Regions from separate parts of the Gasterosteus aculeatus genome. Here all the other regions are linked to region 1. Evidence: chromatin contacts called from public Hi-C data. All regions are on one chromosome and are shown on one strand. Each heading gives the region's core, a stretch centred on a gene start, on an enhancer-like site or on the middle of the called end of the contact. The rest is flanking DNA. Distances are from core to core; before and after follow the strand shown. Region 1 holds the start of nfixb (nuclear factor I/Xb). Region 2 overlaps nfixb (nuclear factor I/Xb). Region 3 overlaps nfixb (nuclear factor I/Xb).

Region 1 (4,014 bases), core at 760-3,259:
CAAAATATTTGAAAACCAATTTTAAATAACAAGTGTACAGGTGGGCCCACAAAGGACGTTGCGTTCAAGGGAGTCCAGGAAAGAAAGCCGATAAAGTTACAGCAATGTTGAGGTCAAACATCAAGTCGTTTCAACAAATGAGCATGTTGCCAATATTCACAACATGCACCCCGTACAGTCACAGTCCTGTCGGTTGACGAGACAAAGCCAATAATAATATTGATCGAATGTATCATAAGAGTCGGGGGGTCACATTCATAAATGTCTTATTTTGTTTGTTTTAATCCGATCTACTTTAACATGTAACGGTGCGCATCGGGCCCAACGCCAGTTGAAGGTTCTGCCCCACATGCTGCAGGCCTCGCGCGCACCTTACGAGGCCGCGCGCACACACACACACACGCGCGCGCGCACACAGTTACCACACGCACGTTCAGACGTAGGCTACTGTTTTAAATTATTTATCTGAGATTTCTAAAAACTCATTTTCTCTGTGACCAGAATTGCCTGCAGTTTATTTATGGGTTTAATGCTATCAAAAAAAATATTTGAATGAAATTAAATCAAATGAAGATATTCCAATGCTGATGAGTTGTTATTCTGTTTTCATCCATTTCGGACACCTAAAAAGTCCCAAAGAATTGACAATCATACATTTATATCCAACGTCAACCTGCCCAATTATTCTCATTTTAAAAGCAAATAAAACACATGAGGCCTAAATGGATTATTTTTCATATATTGTATTTTGTGGTAACATTGCAAATGAGGTGTTGGATAATTAATTAATTAATTTTGGACAATTAATATTGTAAATACAAAAGAGTAGTAATTTAATACACATGGGACAACTCTGTTGTATTTAAATTAGGAATTTATTAACACATGTTTCACTCAAAAAATGGTTTTAAAATTCCAGATTATTGATAATTTTCAACGCATAATCTAGTACTGCAAAACTAAAAAAAAAAGTCTTTCGTCCATCATTAGGCCCTAAAACATCCAACATTGAACACTCAAAATGACTCAGAATGATGTATTCATTCTTATTTAAACATTCAGCTCATTTGTATCCTAAAGTAAATATAAAGCGTATAAATGATTTGATTCTCGTTGCTGGAGTAAAAGACGCGGCCTCTGTGAAACATTGAGCGCGTGTGTGTGTGCGCGCGCGCGTGCGTGCGCGTGTCCTCAAGGAGCCGCTCAGTCCAGAAGCTTCGCACTGGTCTTCCTGTGAAGTGATCGAGCTGAACCGGCGGACCCAGACTGCGGCAGGTGCAGCACCTCCTCGGAACCGCCCCGTTTCCCCCGATAACCCGCGGGCCGCGCCTCGGTCGCCTCCATCCGAAACGAGTATAAAAGGTGGAGTTCGGGCCCCTAAAACAAACAGAGATGCAAACAGCTCGACCGTGGATGTGGTTGTGAAACGGTTCGGTTCGGAAGGCGTATCAAGTCTCCTGGCACCCAACTAACAACGCCTCCATATGTATTGTAAAAAATGGACATGAAGTTTTCTGTGAGACACTGAAACTATTTGGGGTTTTCCGAATCTGTAGCAGCGCGCGGTTGCCCCCCCCCCCCCCCCCCCGCCGGTGAGAGCTCCTAATCCCCCGCGTCCACGGTTTACTCTGAGCCCGTCTTTAATTCCTCTAAACCCCCAGCTGCCGCCCTGGTTACTCGCCGAACACGACAGCCTGCGAACCGCTCCAGTTATTAATAATTCACCAGGCCCCCCCTCGTCGCTCCGCGTCCTCCGGCCGCAGGAACCCCCCCCCCCCGCCCCGCACACCGAAAGGACCGGGTGGAGGGCACCGGTCCGGAGCATGCACTAAGCGGTGGTTGTGTCAGTCGGGGTGGGGGGGGGGGGCATCCCCTGCCGCACGAGCAACAGCTGATTCGGGTGAGGCGCGTGGAAGCTCTGAGCTCGCGCTTACTCTCGATGCAAAGCAACTCCCCCTTTGCTTGGCTGCTTCAGGAGGGAGGGAGGGGGTGAGGGGGGGGGGGGGCTGGTCGAGCGTTGATTGTGTCGGTGGCGCATGCTGCAGAAGTGCGGGCGGCTCGGGTGGACGTTACGGTACCGGGACAGAGTCGGAGGGAGGGAGGGAGGGAGGGAGCGAGGGGGAGGGGGGATATTTTTTCTCATGGAGGCATCACGCGGTGAAAGCGGACGTAAACACCTTGCGTGAAGCAGTCGGCGGAGCGGACGACTCGGATTACGCCGCCGCGTGCGCGTCCGCGGCGACTGCAAATAAATACATTAGAGAGCGGGCCGTGTTTTTGGGGGCTGCTTTGCTTCCGGAAGGAGGCCGAGCTGAACGAGAAACCGGGCACTTTTCTCTCTCTCTCTCTCTCTCCCACACACTTTTTTTTTTTTTGGAAGCCGAACTTTTCGAGGGTGGAAAATGCGTCTTTGAGAGGTGCTTGGCACATTTCCCTCCACACCACAATGGTACGTGCCGTGTAAACCAAGTCATTTGCTCATTTGTGCAGTCAGCTTTTCAGATCCATTTAGCTCTCCGTAGATTTGACACGCAGACTTCCTTTCAAAGTTTAGTGGGCTGACACTTATAATTCTAGTGTGTGTTACTGTGTACTGAAGTATCTCATGCGTATCAGTCACCTAGAGTAGTCCTTCCACCTACCCGGATATGGTTCTTGTCACAGTTATTGTGGTTATCTTTTGTAAATACGGGTTGCATGTTATGTATGTTTATTTTATTTTTCTATGTATGTTATGTTGCTGCTATTCACACACAACGCCACTTATTTTTAATGTAGCTGCACAACACGTTGCCGAAATGTGCTTCTGGCCAAATTGGTGTCCAGCTCTCTCAGTTGGAGGACTTTAGTCTCGTCCTTGCGGTGGTCCGTGGACGGGGGGGGGCTATTTATAGCCGCATATATGATACGAGTTATCGCATGTCAAACTGGGCTAGCAGCTCATCAAGAGGCACCGCACGGTTTGTCTTTAAAAAATAAAAATAAATGGTTATACGTAGTGACATGCACGTGGAGAGCCCCCCCCCCCCCCCCCCCCCCCCGCCCCTGCCAGAGTTCCCACATAAAATGGCAAAGTTGGACAGATTTGGAAACCCTAGGCAGCAAGAAGATGGTACTTGTTTTCGGCGCCAAAATCCAAAAATGCGCCCGTCTGATTTGTGCGTAATTACGCACGGGTGATTCGTTTGAGCCAAAGGTTTACGATCATCGGCTCACCACCAGCTTTATCTCGCTAAGTATTTAATATTTGACTTGTGATTTCAGTTCATTTTGAGTTTGAAAAACACTATTATTTTGTTATTATAATTATTTCTTGTTTTTTACCCCTTGGATCTAAATAGCAGATGTGTTCAAATCTGCAAAGCCACAAGCAGAATGTTTTATACAGAGTTATGGAGCTCGCACGTCCTTGACCCTTCAAGCGGATTTTTATTTTTTGGCAAGATCTGTTCCAAGTCAGTCAATAGTTAGTGTAACCTCCCACATGCAACCTTGGAGCTGCTTAAGGTGGTGCGTGGGGCTCCGGTGGGGGGTGGGGGGGGGATCTTATTTGCACATGAATACAGAAGATTATTAGTATAAATAATTATTTGTTTACGAGCATCCTCGCTGACATGGCGGCTGCCCAAGAAGCTCATCGGTAAAAAAAATGAAAAGAAGATACAGAATTCAGGACAGGCCTCACATGGGATTATCTCGACTTGTTATTTTCCCTCTCAGCAACTCACCTCATTTTAAAATAACATTTATCTTTAACGAGTCAGGCTATATTGTGAAATGGTGCCAAGTATCCCAGCTACACGTTGGTGTAGTCAGAATTCACCGGAGGGATTCAGGGATTCGCCAATCAGGTTCAGGGACCCCGGCTCGTGACCTCTGATAACGTGGCACAGCGGGTTACCGGCTCGTAACAAATGTGTTCGGGAAGCAAAAAGTTGGAAAACTGCGGCCCGCCGTCCCGAAACTATAGACACACCCCACGTTCGCCCCCAGATTCATACTTTCCGTGTTTAT
Region 2 (4,014 bases), core at 706-3,205, 98 kb after region 1:
TAATCACTCGGGAAGAGCTAAGTTTGTGTACCACATTTTGGCAAATTTCTCTGTTGAGCTGTGATGACCTCAATGAAATACTTGTCTCTAGTTCTAATTTGATTTATCTGCATCTACTTATAAAGTTTGGGGCACTAGCTTGACATTTTTAACTGTGGGATGATTATGAGACTACAGCCAGCGGCCTGTTAGCTTAGCTTAGTTTAGCAAAGAAACTAGGAGAAGGGGGCAGACGCCTTGAACGGCTGTCCATCTGCAGGCTGTCAAATTAACACGGAATGTCATTTGAACATATGTGTGGTTTTTACACTTTTAATATTTTGTATTTATCTGTGAGATGGTGTTGGGCAGCAGGTTTTGTTAGCTTCTGAAAGAGCTAGGCTAGTGTTCAGGCTAAGCTAACCGGCCGCTAGCTGTGGTCGTCTTTGCCGTGCAGACATGCCGGCAGAGCTGAGCGTTTCCTCCCGCTTTTGGTAAGAAAGATGAATAACCATGAACCACTGCTTTGATGCTGTCGCGTGTCTTCTAACGCCTCAGTTTGGTCCTCTTCTCTCTCCCCAGCATACTCCACGCCAGGCGCCACAGCTCCCAACAGGTTTGTCGGCATCGGATCACGGGACAACAACTTTCTGAACATCCCGCAGCAGACGCAGGTAGGAGCCCAGACCAACTGCGGGGGGGAAAAAACTCCTTTACCGGACGGACGTTGGTGGAAACATATTTGTAATTCCCTCGCCCCCTGAAAACCGGCTGGCGTGTTTTCCTGCGCCTCTCCTTCCACGCCGCCCCACAGGCGCGTGCACTCGTGCATCTGCATTTCTCGGCCCCGTGCGCGCGTTGCCATATGTGCTCGCCTTGTTTACTCGGCACATGTTGCGCCCGAGGGCCGTCTCCCTCGCTGCCCGTTTTCTCTCCCTCTCCTGGCTCCCTCCCCGCTTTCCCCTCTCCTCCCCTGCCTCCCTATTATTAACTTTCTCCCGCTCTGCCTTGCACTTTCTCCCTCTCACAGCCTTCTCTGTATCTTCCCTCCGTTACCACCGGTAATTTTTTCATTAGCGTCCGACCACACCCACCTTGAGCCAACTCAGCCCCGAGCTCTGCTCCGGAACACATGGAAACCATCTGAAACCGCTCCGTCGATCCCCCCCGTTCCTCCACACGTTATTGCCCTCGCTCTCTCCCTCTCAAGCTATTTCACTCCCCTCGTCGTCTTCTTGCCCTGCACTGCTTTCCCTCCCGACCTTCATCCCGTCACCTTCGTTGTGTCTCGTGTAGATCGCTCTGTCCTACACGACTCAACGCCCCATGTGGCCGAAAGTAGGCGAACCCCCCGGACACCCGAGGATGTCACCACAGAACGCCTCGCTCTGAAAGAACGACCACCTGAAACGGCTTTTAGCCAATAAAAAGGCTCTTCCAGCTTTGCGACAGATCTCTCCGTCAGCAGCGAGAGACTCGCAGCGAGGTCGACCTCCGGCGTTTAGACGACGAGGCCTTTCGCAGAGGCTTAAATATCACCATGGTCACCTCCATCCAAACCAAGAAAAACACACCAAAACAATACGGAGCATCTACATACTTTTTGCCAGTCCGTGCTTTTTTTCTGAATGCGCTCACTGATGCTCAGCACTGAGTGGGACACAATGTCTGGTTTGACTTTTGGAGGCAGAGCCAAAACACACAGCATTAATAGTTAGCATGTGCCTCACAAAAGAGATTGATGGGCCAATAAAAAGAAATGATAGATCACCAGACAAAAGAGCGTGTCAGCATGTGTGCATGTGGTGACTACGGGACAGCCGAGGATCTCGCTCGCTCTCTCTCGTTCGCTCTCGTTCTCTCCCGGCTGACATCAGTTGGCTCCGTGTGCCCTCTGGTGGCAGATGTGAGGCCCTGCGAGCCGGAGGAGGTTGGAAACGAGACACCTATGGTGGGGTGGAGATGGAGGGAGCGAAGCGGACAGAGTTTCGGCCCCCAACAGAAGTCACGTCCCGGCCGTCTCGTCACCCAGGGCAACCAGACATGATGTCATAGCCAGTTGATCTTGAAATTGAGGAGAGGGGTGCACTTCAGAGAGGGAGGGGCGGGGGGGTGGGGGGGGCAGGAAAGAAAAGAGGGTGGTCACTGTCTGCTGCCAAGGATTTAGTCGGAGTGTTTCACGGGAGACGGATGGATTGTGTGTGCAGGAGAGAGAACGCGAGCAACCAAGAAGGGAGAAGTTACAATGCCCAAGGCCTGCTGGGACAGTGCCCAGGGGGGGCAGGAGGCATAAGGGCCGGGCAAAGGGGGAGAGGGGGTCAAACAAAAGGCCGCAGAGGAGTTTCCGAGGCTCGACTGGTAGAATGTTGGCGTACCAGCACATGGCGCCGTATCCCGCAGGCCAAGCAGCCTACTTCATACAAGCAAGTCCAGTACGACACCACCGACCACTGCGATGAGTACAGATGTGTCAGGACCAAGTGTTGGATTGCATTGGTGTTCTTCAAAGTGGGGGCTCAATGGATGGAAGGCAGGATTCGGACGGTGAATTATTATTATAGATCTATAAAGAGTATAAAGGTGACCTTTGGGGTATCACGATTCTTTTAGCATCTGCCTTGGCTTTCATTGTCAATGTTTTTATTTTTACAAATAAACATTTAGTAAGAGGAGGGGCTATTAGACAGGTGTACCACGCAGTTACTAGTTTTGATACTAACATGACCCCCCCCCCCTTTTTTTCTTCTACAGTCTTGGTTCCTCTGACAAGATCTGTGCACAGACCCACAACTACAATTCTTTCTTTACAAACGGATTTAGAAAACAGTCGTCCTCCACCCAACGACCGGCCCAACCCCAGCGCTATTCCAGGACCCCCCCCCCCGGACACAAAAAACACAACCAAGCGGCACAGGAAAAACCACAGCAGCACGGCTTTCTTTAGAGAAACTCTGGACTCATTTATCCTGTCGGCAGTGACGAGACGTTTTTTCCCGGATCAACGGAAAAGATGAACGGAAGGACGAGGGAGAGGAAGAGGACGCCAGGATGAAGAAGGGTCAACGGGGGGAAACGGCAGCAAAGCAGCTCTCTCCTTTCAAAGAAGTTAAATAGAATCACAAAACACCACCGAACCATCAGCGACGCGGGAGGAGCCGGGGAACAGGAGAACGGTCAGCTTCTCCCAGCACACGTTGTGTAGACGAGCGGGGGGGGAATCGAAAAACAAACACAACAAATTTTGTTCTCACACAACATTCGAGCTCGGCCCACAGCCTCGATCCAAGCAAACGCGCCATTTGGTTTCCAATGAAAGCTGCAGTCCGCCTTCACCCAAAACAAAATTAAATTGACCACAAAGTCCCTTTTTTAGCCTGCGACTAACTGGAGAGCGACCATGACAAGACGCATCTGGGTTGAGGGTTGCACTGGGAGCTTGAATCAATTAACACTAATCTCAACGATGTGCACTACTTACCTACAAGGCATGGTAGGTGAACCGCTCGTGTCTATTTAAAGAGTTTTAAAGAGGAAAAAATCCAAGAAGGTGGCAAGGAGCCCCCGCGTGTCCCCCCTCGCCCCCACCACGCCGCTCACTTCCAATCATTTGAGCTCATTCTCACAACCCCCCCCCCCCACCCACCTACGCATGCGACGCACACACTTGCACAATCTGTGCCACGACCACAGCCAATATTTTATAAATGACAACACACACAAAGACACACACATTTTTGGATTGTACTGGTGTCGAGTCATTTCCTCCCACTCACACCCAGTAAGCCCAGTGAGCTCACTCTACCTGTTTGATTAGAAACGTCCCAACGTGAGCACATCGCTAGAGGCCGTTGACTGGCGGCTCTAGGCAGCAGCTATTGGTTCCCCCCCTTTGCCCTCTTGTGATGTAGATGATCGATTTTGTCTCTTGTGTGTTCTCTTATTTGAATTTATTCCTTTTTTGGATTTGTACTATTTTATAATTGTTTGTTTTTGAATGACAGCACCTTATAGAGAAACACAATGGGATTTTGAAGC
Region 3 (4,014 bases), core at 725-3,224, 70 kb after region 1:
TAATGATCTGCCTGGCGTGACTCGGTGATATGAGCACCGAGGGGAAGCGAGGTCGCGGAGGACGAGGGCCGGGTACGACCTGGCGAAGGCCGCCGAAGCGGGGACATGACGAACATGGGGGGGCGGGGGAGGGGGGGGGGCGTGTGCAGGCCGAGCTGCCGTGGACGCGCCCGGCGTTACTGGGATGTTCATGTCAGCGGGGTCAATGTTGGTTTTCTTCCTCCTCAGCCTCTTAGGACAACATTTTTTAATTTCTCCCTGAGCTGGTATTGGTGTGGAGGGGGGGGTGTGGGGGGGTTAAGATGTAAAGCCGCCGAGATTAGGGAGAAGACACCCTCGCACCCCCTCCATGGGCCGCAGAGGACGCTCCGCTCGCCACCTTTAGTTTCTTAAAGGGGCTTTGCTAATGTGGCGTCTTACCGCACACGCAACGGAGGGATGAGGACAAGATGGGGACAAGATGAGGACAAGATGGGGACAAGATGAGTCGGGGGTTAACGCCAGGGACGGACGCCGCGTCTCGCCAAAAGGCGGCCGAGGACGCCCCACTCGATGTGCGGCGCGTGAACGTTTGAACCACCTCATGTGGGAAAGAAGGTCCTCAGCCTTTGAGCGACAGGCGAAGGACAGCTGGACACATGTGCAGAGCCCCCGTCCCCCTCGGCTCCGTTCCCCGCACCCCCCTCCCGCCATATTCCTGATGCGTTTTACTGGTCTTCCCGGGTTTTTAACGGGCTTTTGCGGCCCCGGCTGCAGCTGCAAAAGAGCGCAGGGGCGTGTGGCCGGGGAGCGGGGGTAGTGGAGGATGGAGGGGGAGGGAATTGAGTCATGAAATGAGGACCATATTTTCCATGCCGCACTCAAAGGAGGACTTTCCATTTTTCTTCTCTCTCTCTCTCTCCCTCAGAGAAGTGCTGCAGCTGCTCATCAGTACTTGTCTGTTTGTTTGTCTGTCTCTGCCCCCCCCCCCCACCTTTGCCCCCCCCCCCTCATTTTTTAGCTCATTTGAACTTTTATTTTTTCGTCACGCTTTTTATTTCTTTATTTTCCACTGCGCAGCATATCTGCTTTTGATTAAAGTCAGAGGCGGGTGGTGGGCGGTGGGTGGGGGTGGGTGGGGGTGGGGGGATTCCCGCCCTCTCTCGCAACTGTAACTAACAGACACGCCATTTCATTTTCCGACCCCCCGACCCCCCGACCCCCCGACCCTGACTCCGCTGTTTCCGCAGCAGCTTGTTTAGGCCACGCGGCTCAGTGAAGTTGTCGAGCCCCCTCGTGCCGGTACGGGGGCTCCCGTCTGTGTTCTGACCGTTTTGCCCCCCCCCCCCCCCTCCTCCTCCCTGGCCACCGCCAGGCGCACTGCTGCAGCCGGGAGGGGGCCGCGGAGCATCTGTTTACAGCTTCTCCTTCTGCAGCGTGAGATAATGACGGCCAGAACCAGCCCACAGTAAAATAAACGCGCTGGCACCTCCCGGCTGCCGGCCGGCGCTCTGTGCACGCGCTCACAGAGGGGGGGGGGGTCCTGAAGAGGCCCTTCTGGATAAATACACACCCGGCTTGTTTGAGTGGATGAACGCGCCTCCCAAACGCCGCCGGTACAAATGTGCCGCGTGCAGAAAGATGGCAGCCCCCCCCTCCCATTCCCATTCCACCCCCCACTCTGGGGTCAAAGCCCTCGACCTTATAGGAGTAGTTTATTTTACTCGTAAATCCGAGTATGTGCAGCATGTGAGTGATATATGGAAATGAAGCGTGTGCTTCAACCTGCCTGGGATACCAGATGGGGGGGGGGGATTATTACTTTCGATCCGGGTCAAGAAGGGTCGGCATTCACAGAGTAAAGCAAATTACATTTTAAATGATTTCCAGTGGCTTTTCCAGCGTTTTAAAGATTAGATTACTGGTGTATTTGTACATAAACACAGTATGGTACACATATACTGTATTTGTCTGCACTGCTGGATTGGGTGAAGTAAAATGGAATATTCCACTGATGTGACCTAAATATCAAGGTCATAGTTCAAACAGCAGTGAGTGCACATTAGCATGACATTGCGTCCTGCTGTCGTGTGGCTAATTAAAGGTTAGCATGCTAACAGAGTAACAGGTGCACTGGTTGACACATTTAACTCGACGTGAAATCTCATTTAATAAAAACAAACTTTAGCATTAGCATAACTGGTTATTTCAAACTGCCATGGGAGTCATTTCTGCCTACAAAGCCCCTCGTGTGCGTCTGAGGCGGCGCGAGACTGAGCTCAGACGCTCACTCGCTCCCGTCAGTAAGTCACATCACAACAAACCATTCAAGGTACTTCAACCACCTGTGTCCCCCTCCTTTGTTCAAAAACAAGCCCTCGTTGCCTGTTAAAGCAAGTCCACCGCACTGATGCACATGCGTGTGCGTGTGTCGGTGCCCCCGTGTTATGGCTGCAAATCGCTCAGTGTTTTCCCAGCGAGGCCGACGGGAGGCAGAGCCGGCGTGGTGACAGCTGAGACCAAACCAGAGACTGTGGGGGCGTGAAGGGGGGGTTGGTGAATGAAGGCATCGCCGCCTGTCACATGTTACTCGTTTATCCACGGACACACAGGCATTGGCGTGTGCAGACACGGTATACCGGTATAAAGTTTCCGTACGGTATGAATCTCTCACGTACCGTTTATAACGGTGTTACGCCGTAATAGCTGACAATTTATTTTTACTGGTCATCGAGGAGCGTCTAGCGGTCGGAGCTACTCGTCTTACTGGCTGGCGCGTGCGTCTGCGTCTTTACGCGCAGTCGTGTCGACGCACTCGTTTCAATTCATGGTTCTAAAAGTCTTGCGTGTGTTGCAGAGCAATTCACCTCCAGAACAACAGGCGGAGTGACGTGTTTCTGTTGAAGACGACCTACAGAGTCACGTCTTTGTGTGGAAGTCCTTGGTTGGTTTGTTTATTTATCATAGACTTTATTGCCCCGTGCATCGACACTGCTGCTTCTCATCGCGGACACATTTGTCCCGTATTTTTCTCCACAACTTTGTTCCCCTCGTTTGTGGAGATCTCCCTCCATGAATCGGACGCCATCCGCGCGTCCTTATAGTCCGCCAATGACGGCTTGTATAAGCGGCCATATTTACGCATTTCTTCCGACAAAAGCTCTTCAATCTGATTCATTCTCTCATAAACAGTCTTTGTTTTAATAATGGCGCTTTCGATGCAAGCCTAGAAAAATGGGTCGACGCACGCAAGGAGGTGTGAAAAGGCACGCAAGGGACACGCAAGGGGGTCTTGCGTCTACAAGAAGTAACTCTGTTGCTACCTGAAAACACAGAAAAGGGTGATACAGGAGGAAGAACGAGAGACCAGAGACAACACACAACTTGAGCCCAAGAGCGGAGCTGCGTCTGTTTGGAGGGTTTTCGGTTTTGGAAAATCCGACGTAAGTATCAGAAAACGATTTATTGCAAAGTCTGTCGAGTCTCTGGTGGCAACACCAGCAGCCACAACGAGCTAACACGCCAGCAAGCTAACTTGCTGGCTAGTTGTGCGCCAGTTGGCCAGCGAGCGGCGAACAGTCGTCCGCGTAGCCGCTGGCGGAGCTTTTTGGGGTCAATGAATTACTGTGTTTACTTGAAGAAGCAATACTGTCACATATCGACAGAATCTACATATCGTCATGTGGACCTTTGTCCGTACCACACAGCCCTAATGCAGACAGTACATACTACACACGTGGCCGTGCACACACACACCTGTTCCTCATCTGAATCCACTCTCACAGCTCGGCGGGGGCCCTTCAGGCTCCTCGGGGGCCTTAGGAGAACCTTTGCCGCCCACCATCTTACTGTTCTCTTCTTCCTGGTTCCTTGCCGCTCTCTGTTTTTCATAAACCTCTGGCTGAGCTTCAGGCCGGAGTGTGAAAGGCCCCCGTGGTCGGCCCCCCTCCACTGGAACAACCTCCACATTTCATAGCACAGAACCACCGGCAGCGCGGCACTTTCCGATTTAAAGGATTTAGTGGCAATCCCTAG

What was found. A called contact is a pair of places that touch in the nucleus more often than the background predicts.
Region 2: a contact with region 1 is called in a Hi-C map of liver, with 3 times the contacts expected there. The contact joins the enhancer-like site here to the promoter of nfixb in region 1. A contact is called at or near these places in 5 of 6 Hi-C or Micro-C datasets (liver, skeletal muscle, tail fin and 1 more).
Region 3: a contact with region 1 is called in a Hi-C map of skeletal muscle, with 2.9 times the contacts expected there. The contact joins the enhancer-like site here to the promoter of nfixb in region 1. A contact is called at or near these places in 3 of 6 Hi-C or Micro-C datasets (skeletal muscle and whole body).

What each region holds. Positions count from the first base shown.
Region 1 is chr11:3,885,633-3,889,646 of fGasAcu3.hap1.1, forward strand. It overlaps nfixb (nuclear factor I/Xb), which reads left to right and starts at 2,010. Exons shown (of 12, transcript XM_078084470.1): 1 at 2,010-2,449. The coding sequence starts at 2,447.
Region 2 is chr11:3,984,071-3,988,084 of fGasAcu3.hap1.1, forward strand. It overlaps nfixb (nuclear factor I/Xb), which reads left to right. Exons shown (of 12, transcript XM_078084470.1): 11 at 562-653; 12 at 2,731-4,014. The coding sequence ends at 633. Among protein-coding and RNA genes, the nearest start is that of rad23aa, 15 kb to the right of the region's middle. Within about 2 kb of position 1,956, at least 1 of the 9 cell types and tissues checked has open chromatin away from gene starts, as enhancers often do.
Region 3 is chr11:3,955,962-3,959,975 of fGasAcu3.hap1.1, forward strand. The region is part of intron 3 of nfixb (nuclear factor I/Xb); the gene reads left to right. Among protein-coding and RNA genes, the nearest start is that of LOC144384610, 8.5 kb to the left of the region's middle. Within about 2 kb of position 1,975, at least 1 of the 9 cell types and tissues checked has open chromatin away from gene starts, as enhancers often do.